Regions from separate parts of the Mus musculus genome. Here region 1 is linked to region 2. The links are chromatin contacts, called in public Hi-C maps. All regions are on one chromosome and are shown on one strand. Each heading gives the region's core, a stretch centred on a gene start, on an enhancer-like site or on the middle of the called end of the contact. The rest is flanking DNA. Distances are from core to core; before and after follow the strand shown.

Evidence for each region. A called contact is a pair of places that touch in the nucleus more often than the background predicts.
Region 1: a Hi-C map of natural killer cells shows a contact between it and region 2, with 4 times the contacts expected there. The contact joins the promoter of Ccser2 here to the enhancer-like site in region 2. A contact is called at or near these places in 15 of 39 promoter capture datasets (the 3T3-L1 cell line, 3T3-L1-derived adipocytes, the C10 cell line and 9 more), 6 of 15 datasets of contacts at CTCF or cohesin (the NIH/3T3 cell line, embryonic stem cells, large pre-B cells and 2 more), 76 of 484 Hi-C or Micro-C datasets (8-cell embryo, B cells, CD4 T cells and 42 more), 24 of 115 datasets of contacts at active chromatin or transcription factors (the 230-238 cell line, CD8 T cells, Th17 cells and 13 more) and 3 of 9 other capture datasets (adipose tissue, liver and macrophages).

Annotation. Positions count from the first base shown.
Region 1 is chr14:36,965,193-36,970,646 of GRCm38.p6, reverse strand. It overlaps Ccser2 (coiled-coil serine rich 2), which reads left to right and starts at 1,883. Exons shown (of 11, transcript NM_027045.1): 1 at 1,883-2,105.
Region 2 is chr14:36,863,025-36,869,016 of GRCm38.p6, reverse strand. No RefSeq gene overlaps it. Among named protein-coding and RNA genes, the nearest start is that of Gm25204, 99 kb to the right of the region's middle. Within about 2 kb of position 4,741, at least 76 of the 459 cell types and tissues checked have an H3K27ac peak or open chromatin away from gene starts, as enhancers often do. A contact at or near this core is called in B cells, CD8 T cells, the CH12 cell line and 17 more, where this site is marked.

The DNA.
Region 1 (5,454 bases), core at 634-3,133, 100 kb before region 2:
CTTTGGTCTGGGTTTTCCCTTCACTCCCAGCCAAACCCAATGCCTCTCCATATGCCCCTGCATGACATGGCACCCCATCTTTCAGGAAATGTAAGCCATAAAAATAATCTTTCAGTACATTGATCTCGCGGTGTTGTCACAGTCATCCGGGAAATTAAAATCCTGTGGGCATACACTGGAAGATTTGCCTAATAGAAATAGAAGCAAGGTGCCAACCAAGGAAGTGAGAAAATTGGGACAAAGACAAAATGGGAACACAGAAAATTTGATGAAGCCTGAAAAATTCATATGCATCAGGCACTCTGTAAGGCTTCTACCTTTGCAGAAGAAAGGGAAGTGGTGACCTAGCACGTCAAACTGCCAAAGAAAACACATACTTACCTCAAATATTCAGGGAGTCACAAGACAACAGCCAAGCAGTTCTGAGAAGCAAAGCTCTTCCTGGTTTGGGGAATGGAAAGATCACCCTGCCCCCTCCCAGATTCTTTATAGAGCCTATTGGAACAGTTGCATCTTGCCTAGCTCCCAAGGACAAGCTGTGGAGAGCCACTTCTTTTCCATCTCTCAATTTAGATTGTAGCGTAAAGTCCAAAGCATATTTAGCAACCTCATCGCATGAGTGTTGTGTTTGAATCTGAGGTCTGGAACTGGTGTTTGCTCTCTTAATGATTTACTTAATCTAAAAAGAAACATACTGCATGAAGCCCTAGTCTTTTCCAGCACTTTAAAGATACACATTATCATCCACAAAATTAAGTCTCCCTATCATTATTCTATTGACCAATTAAAGAGACAAGTAATAATGAAACAGGTAAAAAGGAAATTTACTCATTATGGCCACATAGGGAATTGGAGGAAGCAAAAGGGTACAGTTATCACCAAGTCCACCGTCAGGAGTACTGACCAGAGGTTTAAGTCTATATAGAGAGCTAGAGATAGTTGTAAATTGAGCACTCCTGCCTGGTTAAGGTGTGATAGGACTGACCTAGCACTGTTTCGGCTCACTCCGGTCTATCTTGCAAAGTGGTCTGAGAAGTTGTCAGAGCTACGAATCCTGGGAGGCAAGCTCCTTCTCTGGATAGCGCTAGGCCTTCAGTGTTGTTTCCATTTCTCCAGGATGAAAATACCTAAAATTTAAAACATTATTTGGAGTATAATGTTTCAACAGTCTGATGGCCTGAGGGGCGCTAGTGTCTCCTCCCCTACCACAGTGGTTATGTTAGTGGTCTGGAGGACAGGTGGAGACTTTCCAAGTTCTCTTTCAATATTATTAATTTCAGTTGAGCTGTTAGGGCTAGTGAGGAGACTAGGCAGTCTAGGGTCAGATAAATATCACCGTCAATGCTTTTAATAGACAGCCAGATACTGAAGGCTTTCATGATGGTGACTCTCAACGACTTGTCTGACCATCTAGGAAGGAGGGAGAGATGGCATTTGGAATGGGATTGGGATCCACAGCCTCATAAAATAGCTCCAATTCTCAGCTCTCAGTGTTTTATCGCAATCTCCGCTCAGATTCAGTATGCACGGCTGAGGCATAGCCAGCCACAGTCAGGCCAAAACAAGACGTAAAGTGGGGAAGTCATGCTTGCTCCAGTGTTCAGATCACTCCTGTCAGACTGGAGCCGGAGCTGACAGGTTTGGTTGTGGTCAAGCTGCACATTTGAATCCAGCCAAGAGACCGGAGTGAAAGGTTCAAGCCAGGAAAAGACCTGAGTCAGGGGGTAAAAAGGCAAGGTCAGTGGATCAGGGCGGAGCCTGCGAACGGCTGGCGCGAGGTTGGGGCGGGCCCGGAGGCGGGGTCTAGTCCAGTGAGACTCGCGCCTGCGCAAGGACAGACCGGGAGGCGGGGCCGCGCACGCGTAGTGCGAGGGCCCTGGAGGGCGGAGTCCAGGAGGGTGCCGGCCTAGGGAGGGGGCGCGGCGTCGGTGAAGTCCGGCGCTCCCGCAGGCCGAGGAGGCGATGCTGGCTGCTGCGGGGCAGGCGGCTGGACAGACCGGGATGTGACGGAACTGCCTCTCGCCTCTCTCCCATCCTCGGGCGGGCAGGTCGCTGGGCGACCGGCAGCCGGGCCGCGGCCGAGGAGGCAACGCGACCTCCGCACGGTGAGAGTCGGGGGTCAGGGCCGGGGTCTCGGGGCGCCCGAGGCTGCCTGGCTCCGGGGCGCAGCGCGGGCGGACGGAGGGCCGGGTGTCCTTGGCCAGCAGCGCTCTGGGACGACCCTCGGAGCCCCCGCCCCCTCTCCCGAGCCGCCTGCTGTGCAGCGGGCAGGCCGGATGCCCCTGCTCGGTGGTGCTGTGACGGGAAGGGGCCGCGGGATGCCCGGGCTGCAGCCTTCCTGCACCGGGAAATCAGGGCGAGGCAGAGATGCCCTGGGATTTCAAAGCCTGGATGCTCGCGTTGGTGAGGGAAAGTACCTGAGAGCCCGGAATGAGTGGGATTTTTTTTTTTTTTTTTTTTTTAAATCACTGAGTCAAAACAAAGACACGCCCTAAAACACGTCTTGAGAACTTTGGTGGATTACGGGGCGTCTGTAGGTTCAGGTGCTTTACGCCCCTCCTCTCCCTCTTTTGGACGTCTATTTTTATACATTTTTTTTAAAAATGTACCTACTTTCTTGACAAAGTAAAGGGAGGGGGCAATCCATTTGAGGTGGTCGTTGCTCGTAAAGCCTGATTTTGAATTTCAATAATTGCAAATTCATCTTTGCTGGCTACCTAGCCAATTAGGTTTGCTGATCATAAAATAGGCCTTAGCCATGGAAATGACTAGTGCACAGACTCTTCGCCGTTCAAGATTGGAATGCCCTGTTTCACTTAAGGAGAGAGAAAAACCAGGTGGTTCACGCCTTTATCCTGGCATTCAGGACGCAGAGGCAGGTGGATTTCTGTGAGTTCCAGGCTAACCTAGTCTACATAGCAAGCTTCAGAATAGCAAAAACTACCTGGACCTTGTCTCAAAAAACCCAAGCTGGGGGAGGACGGTTATGAATGAGAATAAGCATTTACCTTTTTTTTTTTTTTTCAGAGTAGCCGTTTGAAAAAGCATTTTTTTTGGGGGGGTCAAGAACATTAAGTATTAGTGAGACATATGTATTTAGACAGTTGATTAAAGTATCATCATTTAGATTAAAAAACTGGAATCAAATTTAATGCAAAGGATAACTATAAAGTATGCGTTAAAATGTATAGTGTATAATTGGTAAGGGATGTAAACGTTGATGAAGGGTTTGCATTGGATGAAGTCAGTCTTCTTTCCAGACTTTATTAATGTTTGTCTCTCTTAATTTGTTAGAGTGCATTGCTCTTCTCTTATATGGTGGTTTTCTTCCTTGTTCTCAGCAACACTGACCTCAGTCTCTAGGTTAAAAATACTTAACAACCCTTAACCTGTAATTTGTTCTGTTTCTTTAATACGTCATAACAAGAAAGCCAGAAGCCGCCCTTCGCGCAGGAACTTTTTTATTCTACCTTCCCTCAGGTAGAATCTTTTTGCTTGTTGCCATATTGCTTTTACTATTGTGGGTGAAGAAGAGAATTTTAATTTCATGGTTAGAATTCCTTCAGTCTTTTCCAGTTTCTGGTGCTTGTCTGCGTTCTCGTTTCGTCTACAGTTACACATGTCCTCTCCATGGGACTGTTTGCAGTTCACAGACGATGGCATCTTCCTTTGTTTCCTGGGTCCAGAATTGTCTTCCTAGTAAACATCTTGCATCCCCGCTAGAGCATTGAGCTTGAGTCTTGTCTGGGCATTTCATCTCTTGTTTTCACTGCTCCAGCAGCACCAGGCCACGCTGCACTGAGCAGTTCATCAATTAGGAGTTAACGATTTGCTGATATAGGTCTTCCCCAGGCTTCTGAGTTTCTTCTTATGTTTGCTGCTACAGCACATACTGCTAAAATCTATTTACTCAGTGCATTTTGAGGAAAGGGTCCAGGCTTGAGTGCAGATTTAAGATAAGCTAAATATGTTTGGACTCTCTTAGTACCAGAAAAATTGGAAGAAAAAAATCAGTATTTTAAAAAAATGACTTTTAGAGAAATTGTATGTACTGGTGTTTTACCTGCTATTCTGTGTGTGGGTGTCAGATCTCCGGGAACCAGAGTTACAGACGGTTGTAAGATGACGTGTGGTTGCTGGGAATTGAACTGGGGTCCTTTGAAAGAGCAGCCAGTGCTATTAACTGCTGAGCCATCTCTCCACCCCCAACATTACTACTTTTATTTGTTTAAGGATGAAATAAGAGCTGATACTGTTTGGGATGACATCCTGGTTATGAGAGGAAAAAAGTCGTTCTACTTGAAGATGGAGGAATGAAGGCCATGGCCAGTAAGGGTTAGTCTAGAACTTTATTTTGAGGTGCAGGGGTTTGCCCACAGCTATGACTAGAAAGGGACAGGTCTGGGAACTTGGGCGTCCTTTGGCCATCTTTGTAGTTTACTTTTACTCCCCTCTATCCTAATTCTAAATACGTTTCTTTTTTTAAATTGCATTCATCTATCCTGTGAGTGTGCTCTTGCTCATGCGCCTGTGCTCAGTGCGTGCACTGGGACCTGGGTGAGTAGGTCCTCTGTGGGAGTGCATTCCCTTTTGCCAGCATGTGGGTGCGGGCGATAGGCTTGATGACAAACAAGTACCTTGAGAGTCTCACTGTAACCCAGGCTAGCCCAGAACTCAATGGGTTGCTTAGCTCAGTCTGAGCTCAAATCTCTGCAGCCCCACCTTACCCCCTAGCCTTCTGAGTGTCAGGGTTACAGAAAGGAGCCATCAGTGCCTAGCTTCTAATTTTTAATGAAGGGTTTACCATCCTGGTTCAGTACGAGAGAAATGGATATTTATTATAAAAGGGCTATGTTGGTAGATATTAAATTGGAAAGATTTAGCAGATCATTTGGTTTACTGCTAAAATAGCTTTGAATAACTAAAGCCTGAAAAAGCAAGTAGCTTGCCTCTGTCTCCATCTAACCTCTGTGTCACAGTTCCTGACCTCTTGTTTGCTTGCTTCTCACTGTTCCAGAGAGCAGTCCGTTTGTGCTTTCCTCCTCGCTAGCTGCTACCACTCCTTGGGACCCAGAGCCCTTGAGTGGCTGGGAAACGTGACACCTCATTTGGGAAAATAGGAGAAACTGGACCTTTACCACTCCTGACTGGAGCTTGATAATAAGTTGGTGTTGGGAGCCTCTGGTTGCCATATGGAGACTGCACAGTTCCTTCTGGTGGTAAAGTGAGATTTTGGTATAACTGGGCTACAGCTGGTTAATAGCATGGCTAGAATTACATGTATGGTTTGCCTGTTGTGAAAACAGCTGCTCTGAGTACTCCTGTGATAAAGTTGATAATTGTAGATTTATGCATCTTGCACATCAGTTTTCAACTACTCGAATAGTGTAGTAGGCCTCACTAGTTCTAGAAGACAATAAGCAATTCCTAGTTTCTTATCAATTTCAAATAATT
Region 2 (5,992 bases), core at 3,492-5,991:
CCGCCCTAAGGTTCTCTGTGGGTTCTTGTGCCCGTGTGCACTGTTCATAACAGTAAGTCGTTATGAAAGAAGGAAGTACTCCCTCGTCAGTCAGTACTATTTAGGCCGTTCACCGTTACAGTTCTGTGTAAATTTAGGGATCATTGGTCAAGTTCTTCAAAAGCACACGATCTCAGTGGGGAGAGCAGAGGTCTTCTGGTGTTGGGTTGACCATCACCTTAACCGTCTGCCTCTCCCTGTCTACAAACACGCGCCGCTCCTTCAGTTATTTCTGTCTCATAATTGTCAGGATACCTTATGTTTATTTCCCAGTACATTATCCTTTTTATGCCATTGCACGTGAAGTTTTATTGCTGTTTTCTTTCTTGTAGATTTTGTTCAGCCCTTGTATAAAGAGAGGCAATTGATTGTTGTATATGGATCTCGGACTGGGGTTGTGCTGTTATCAGTTTCAATAGTGCTATTTGTGGGCCTCAAGAGCTGGTCTGTGTACAGGACCGTATCTGTAGGTAATAGTGGTGCCTTCTCTTCCTAGTGGCTACTGCCTTGTCACCTCGTTTAATCATGCATGATTGTACAAACTGTTTTTCTCCTGGGGGTGAGTCTGCTAAAGCTAGACACCTTGGGAGACCCACTGACTCACTGGGGCCACAGAGCTTTGCCTAGAAAAATGCCTGTTGTTTCTGAAAGCAGCTTTCTACTTTAGGGATGGGATAGGCAAAGCTCCAGCTTGCTTCCAGGGTGGTCACAGGGATCCAGGGTGACAGGATGAGGTGTCCAGACCACTTGTGGGACCCCATTTCTGGGAACCTTTACACATGGAATGTCTTGGGCCTATCTTCTTTTCCCAAACACATATTACAGCAGGAGCCAGCACTGGGCCCTAAACAGTGCCCAGAAACCCTTTAATAAAATTTCTCTATGTCTCATTTGTGAGGGAAACACTGGCACTCTTAGAAATTCAGCCAGAGCATTTGGGAGGCTCAGCTCTCGGACTTCCATGCTCTCTGTGGTTTATATAAATGCTCTTACAAAAGAGTTCAGGATCTGATATCTGGCTTAAAACACACACACACACACACACACACACACACACACACACACACACACACGAGAGACCATTAAGAGATGGAGAATGGGTATGGGTATTTGTTTTGGGGACTTGCTTTAGAAAAGAATTAAACTACTTTTAGTGGCAAGAATTAGCCTGAGGGAAATGGGATTTAAAGAAAGAATATTCTGTATAATTTTAATATCATTCTCCAGCTGTGAACTTCTTTTGGTGCAATATAAATTAAAGAGTGAAATTGAGAACGGAAAAAAAAAAAAAGACTGAGTTTCAAAGGCACCCTGGTCCTTGGGGACTGTAATTGTCATGGTACAAAGCTAGCAGTCCTGTGGGCACAGACTGCAAAGGAAAAAACCACTGGTATAGCTGTAGGTAGAGCTGAGTGAGTGGAGACCTGCTTACCCAGCAACTACTATTTGTGGAGAATGGTTTGCAGAGTTAAGCATTTACCAGTGTAAACATTATGAGTGAAGACTGGAAGTCCATGTGGGTTAGGGTTGATGCTGTCTGCACTGGAGAAGGTACCTGTGGTACCCGCAGTAGGTTGTTATCCTGACATACATTCTGCATGGTGAATTTCAACTCTTGAAAGCTACTTGAAAGCTCTTGAAATCTGCTTGCTTCTATAGCTTGCTTCATTAAGTTTTAAAATTCCGTGTAACTTTTAGTATTATTTTGCCAAGTTTTGCAAGATAGCACGTTGGAACTTTGAAGAGGCTCTTGAGTAATCTCTACAGTTTGGGGAAAATGGCCTACATGGAGTTGAAGTTTGGTGTCTTCTATTATATAATGCCGCCACCTAGTGGTCAAATTGGCAAACAACTTCCTAATGCATGCATCTGGAGTCTGTTTCCACAAATGGAAACAGTTTCTTAACTTTTCAAAATCAAGAGCATTCCAAAATACATGCAATTAGAGCCCTGGGGTCAGAGCAATCTTTTCATGAAGAGTAATATTTCCCTGTGTATTCCGACGTCCAAATCAAATAGGGAAGCAAACATCTCGTTGTCTTTACTGTCCACGAAAAGCCGAACAGTTTATAACAGGTTTCTGGTCTTGGAATTAAATAGCCGCTCAACAACAGCACACTGGGTGTGACCGTGGTGTGGACGCTGATTTACTGAAAGAGCCAGCCTAGGCTCCTCATTTAATTTCTGGAAGAGCCCTGGTCCACCCTGGTCCCTTTTTCCTGGGACAGTCACTTAAGATGGAAACGCCCTGTGATTTTGGCTCAATTATGTGTCAAAGGCAGCACCGAGGGTCCAATACCTTGTCCCTTGACATAGTGGCTAACTGTGGGGCTCTGTGACATGAATCAAGGATGAACACTAGGTCTGTGCTCTTGTGATGACTATATGTGACTACAGAGAATTCAAATCAAAGCTGCTCTGAACTGTGACGTCTTAGAATTTTAAAATCCACACCATGTTTTAAATAAAAATCAAGTTAAAATATCTCCATTTTAAATTTTGAATTATTACACTTTGAAGTGTACTATATCATATTGGATCATTACAGAAAAATTTAATTCTTTTAATATTTCAAATGTGACTTCTAAAGAATGTGCTGTTGTATAAACGGTCTGGCGTGGTGACGTGTGTCTGTAATTCTGGCTCTTGGGAGGCTAGGTAGGGGAGCATCAAAGATTTGAGGCCAGACTGGTCTACAGAGCAAAATCTTGTATCACAAACAAGATGCAGAAAAACACACAACATCACAGTGATAACACAACACAAAAACATAAAACAAGCACAAAGCAAAACCCAACATAACAAAACAAATATCTGCCTGGCAATGTATTTCTTTCCTTTATTCTCTGTCTGTCTGTCTGTCTGTCTGTCTGTCTGTCTGTCTGTCTGTCTCTTTGTGTGTATGAATGCTTGTGTGTGTGTGTGTGTGTGTGTGTGTGTGTGTGTGTGTGTAGGTGGGAGGACAACTTGGGGTAGCCAGTTCTATCCTTCATGGGGCCCAGCAATGAGACTCAGGGGCTTGGCTGCAAGACCATTCACCTTCCGGGCCATGGCCCCATTCCTAGCCCTGTATCTGTAGAGTTAGTTCCCGTTATCTGGCAGTCCCCTTCTGAGTTCAGAGAGACAGTGAAGTGGACCAGGTAAGGTCTATATGCACAGCCTCCAAAGCTTCCTTTTGGTCCCGAGAAGGCTACAGACAGAGTCAAAAGATGCTTCTCTTGCCACTCAAATCTCAAGAGCCAAATGTGGCTTGTGTTTTCAAGCACATTGAGACCATAAGCCTCCACGGCCCTAGTCGAGCTCATCTTTCTCGGGGCTATGCGTTGTGTGTTATATAAAGTGTTAAGAGTCAGTTCCTCAGAGCCCACAGTTTCACCTGCTCTTCTCTGTCAGCAAACGGTCAGCAGCTCTTTTTCTTTTCTCTTCTGCTCTGCATGATGACCGAGTGGAGCAGAATTCCTGGAAAAGTCCTTGACCTTCATCTCAGTTATCTTCCTGTTGTCGAGATAAGACACCATGACTGAGACAACTGTAGACGAGAGAGTCTATTTGACTCTTATGGTTCTCATGGAGGAGAACATGGCAGCAGGCAGGCAGGCAGGCAGGCAGGCATGGCGCTGGAGTAGCAGCTAAGAGCTCACATTTTGATCCTCAAAGGGATGCTGAGAATGGCTTGAGTCTTTTGAAACCTCAAAGCCTACCCCTTGTGATGTACCTCTCTCAACAAGACCAAACCTCCTAATCCCCCCCAAACAGTTCTAACAACTGGGACCTAAGCTCATAATATATGAGCCTGTAGAAGCCATACTCATTCAAACCGCTAGAGCACCTAACATTACAAGTCTAGGAATCAAAGGTGGCATCAAACCCAGGAAAGTTGGCCGGAATAATGAAGGCTGCTTGCCTGAGTGGGCTCCTTGCCTTTCCAGTTTGTTTAGTTTTGCAGTGCTGGACTTGGGCCTGGGACCTTGATTTTGCACCTCAGTCTCTGAGGTACTTTCCTAGCCTTCTCTTACTCTTTTAAAACATTAATTAATTAATTCCTACTTATTAACTTTACATCCTGCTCACTGCTCCCCCCCCCCCCCCAGGTCACTTCTCCCAAAATCCTTCCCGCTCCCCTTCCGCTATGAGCAGATGGGGGCCCTCTGGCAAGTCCTTTCCTGCGTATACTGAAGGCCAGCTGATATATCCAGTCTCATGGACTAAACAAATATTAGATTCATAGGCAGTCATTGTTGGATTAGCTGTAGCACAGGCTATAAATGATTCGAATAAGTCATAATACAACACATAGCATATACATATTTATCTATCTGTATCGATTTTAATATCTATATCTCTCTGTCTATTTCTCTGTGTGTCTGTGTATCTGTCTGAGTGTCTGTCTGTCTTTCCATGTTCTGTTACTCTAGAGAACCCTGGCAAATACAGAAAGAGAGCTACTTTGTGGTATAGGAATCTGGGCTTTGCCACTTGCAGCCCTCTATATAGGAAGGGGACATTATAAGAAATTCAGTTTCTCTAAGGGTCTCTTAATCCGCAAAATTCAACGAAGATGTGTCCAGGAGTTTCTGGGTGTTTTGTTTTGTTTTGTTTTGTTTTGTTTTGCTCCAGATGGGGCTTCCTGCATTAGTGTGATCACATGGCCAGACCTGCATTCCCAAACACGGCCACACGAGGGCGCGCAGCTCACTCTACGGAGCAGTTTTGCGCACTGTTTTCAGGTCTGGAGAAAGTGAAACCTGCAGGCAGGTGACTTTCTGGGCCTGCTGAGGGATGAGTTGGAGGTCTGGTGGAGGTCTGCGGATGCCTCACCGTGGACAGCCCTATTTCCAAGCAGCAGAGCACCTGGCTGGTCTGGAAATCACACCCTAGCTGCAACCCTGGAGTCACACAGCACTGGCCTCTCTTAGACCTTCTCAAATGCAGGCGAGAGGAGGGGAATAAGTTCACAACAGGATGTGCTGAAAGGCCAAAGCAACAAGCGACGGTGCTGCTCACATCTCCTGGTGCCCGTAGTACCCCTCATAGTTTTTGCTTGTTTGTTTAGGTTTTTTTTTTTTTTTTTTTTTCATTCATCTTTGGGAGGGGATCGCTGTCTTCTGAAGAGTGATTTCTGGGCCTGCTCTAAGAGTCGCACTTCACATGTCCCACCGGCAAACTGGGGCCCTGCTGTGCCTTCCCAGGCTGGGCACCCAGAGGCAGGCTGGCGGACCTCAGTTCCAGTGGTTTGGAAGGATGGTGAGCAGTTCAATACTGGCCTGCAGCCCCGGGTCCTTGCCGTCTGTGATTGATGTGTAGATTCTTGACTTTAGGCTTAGGTGCTGGTGATCCTTATCTGGAGTCTGAGGAGTCTGCGTACACCATCCATAGGTGGCCAAGCAGGCACTGCCACACACGATTAATCAGGAGGAGAGACGTCAGACATGAGCCCTAGGTGAGCTGGTGCACTCTGCTCTTGTTTTCTGGCTGAACACGTCACCTTGGTCTGCTGTGTCTCCTAGGCCCGGCAGTGAGGTGCACGGGGGCAGTTGAGGGTGGTAGAGCACTTCAGAGAAATTATTTTCTTCCCCTTCCCCACCATTGTCCAGAGACCACAGGCTGCTGCCAATGGCCTGCTGACCAGGGCAACCACAAAAGAGATTTTTATTTGTGTGTATGTGTGTGTGTGTGTTTTTTTTTAAATAAGTGAAATTTTAGGCACCACTCTGCAAGTATAGCATCCTTTCTCTTTGTGTGTTCCTGTGCTAAACTCATTTCTAATACTGGGGATTATGGGATGGCAAGCCTCACTAATCCTAGCCTTTGGGAAGCTTGCATTCTGGCACAGAAATAAATGAGTATGAATCCTCTATTAAAGACACGTTGACCTGTCCAGAAACACTGGAGACTAGGAGGGGCGCAGGTGTTGTGTGTCCGACTGTCATGTTCCGCCTGTGTGTTTGTGAGT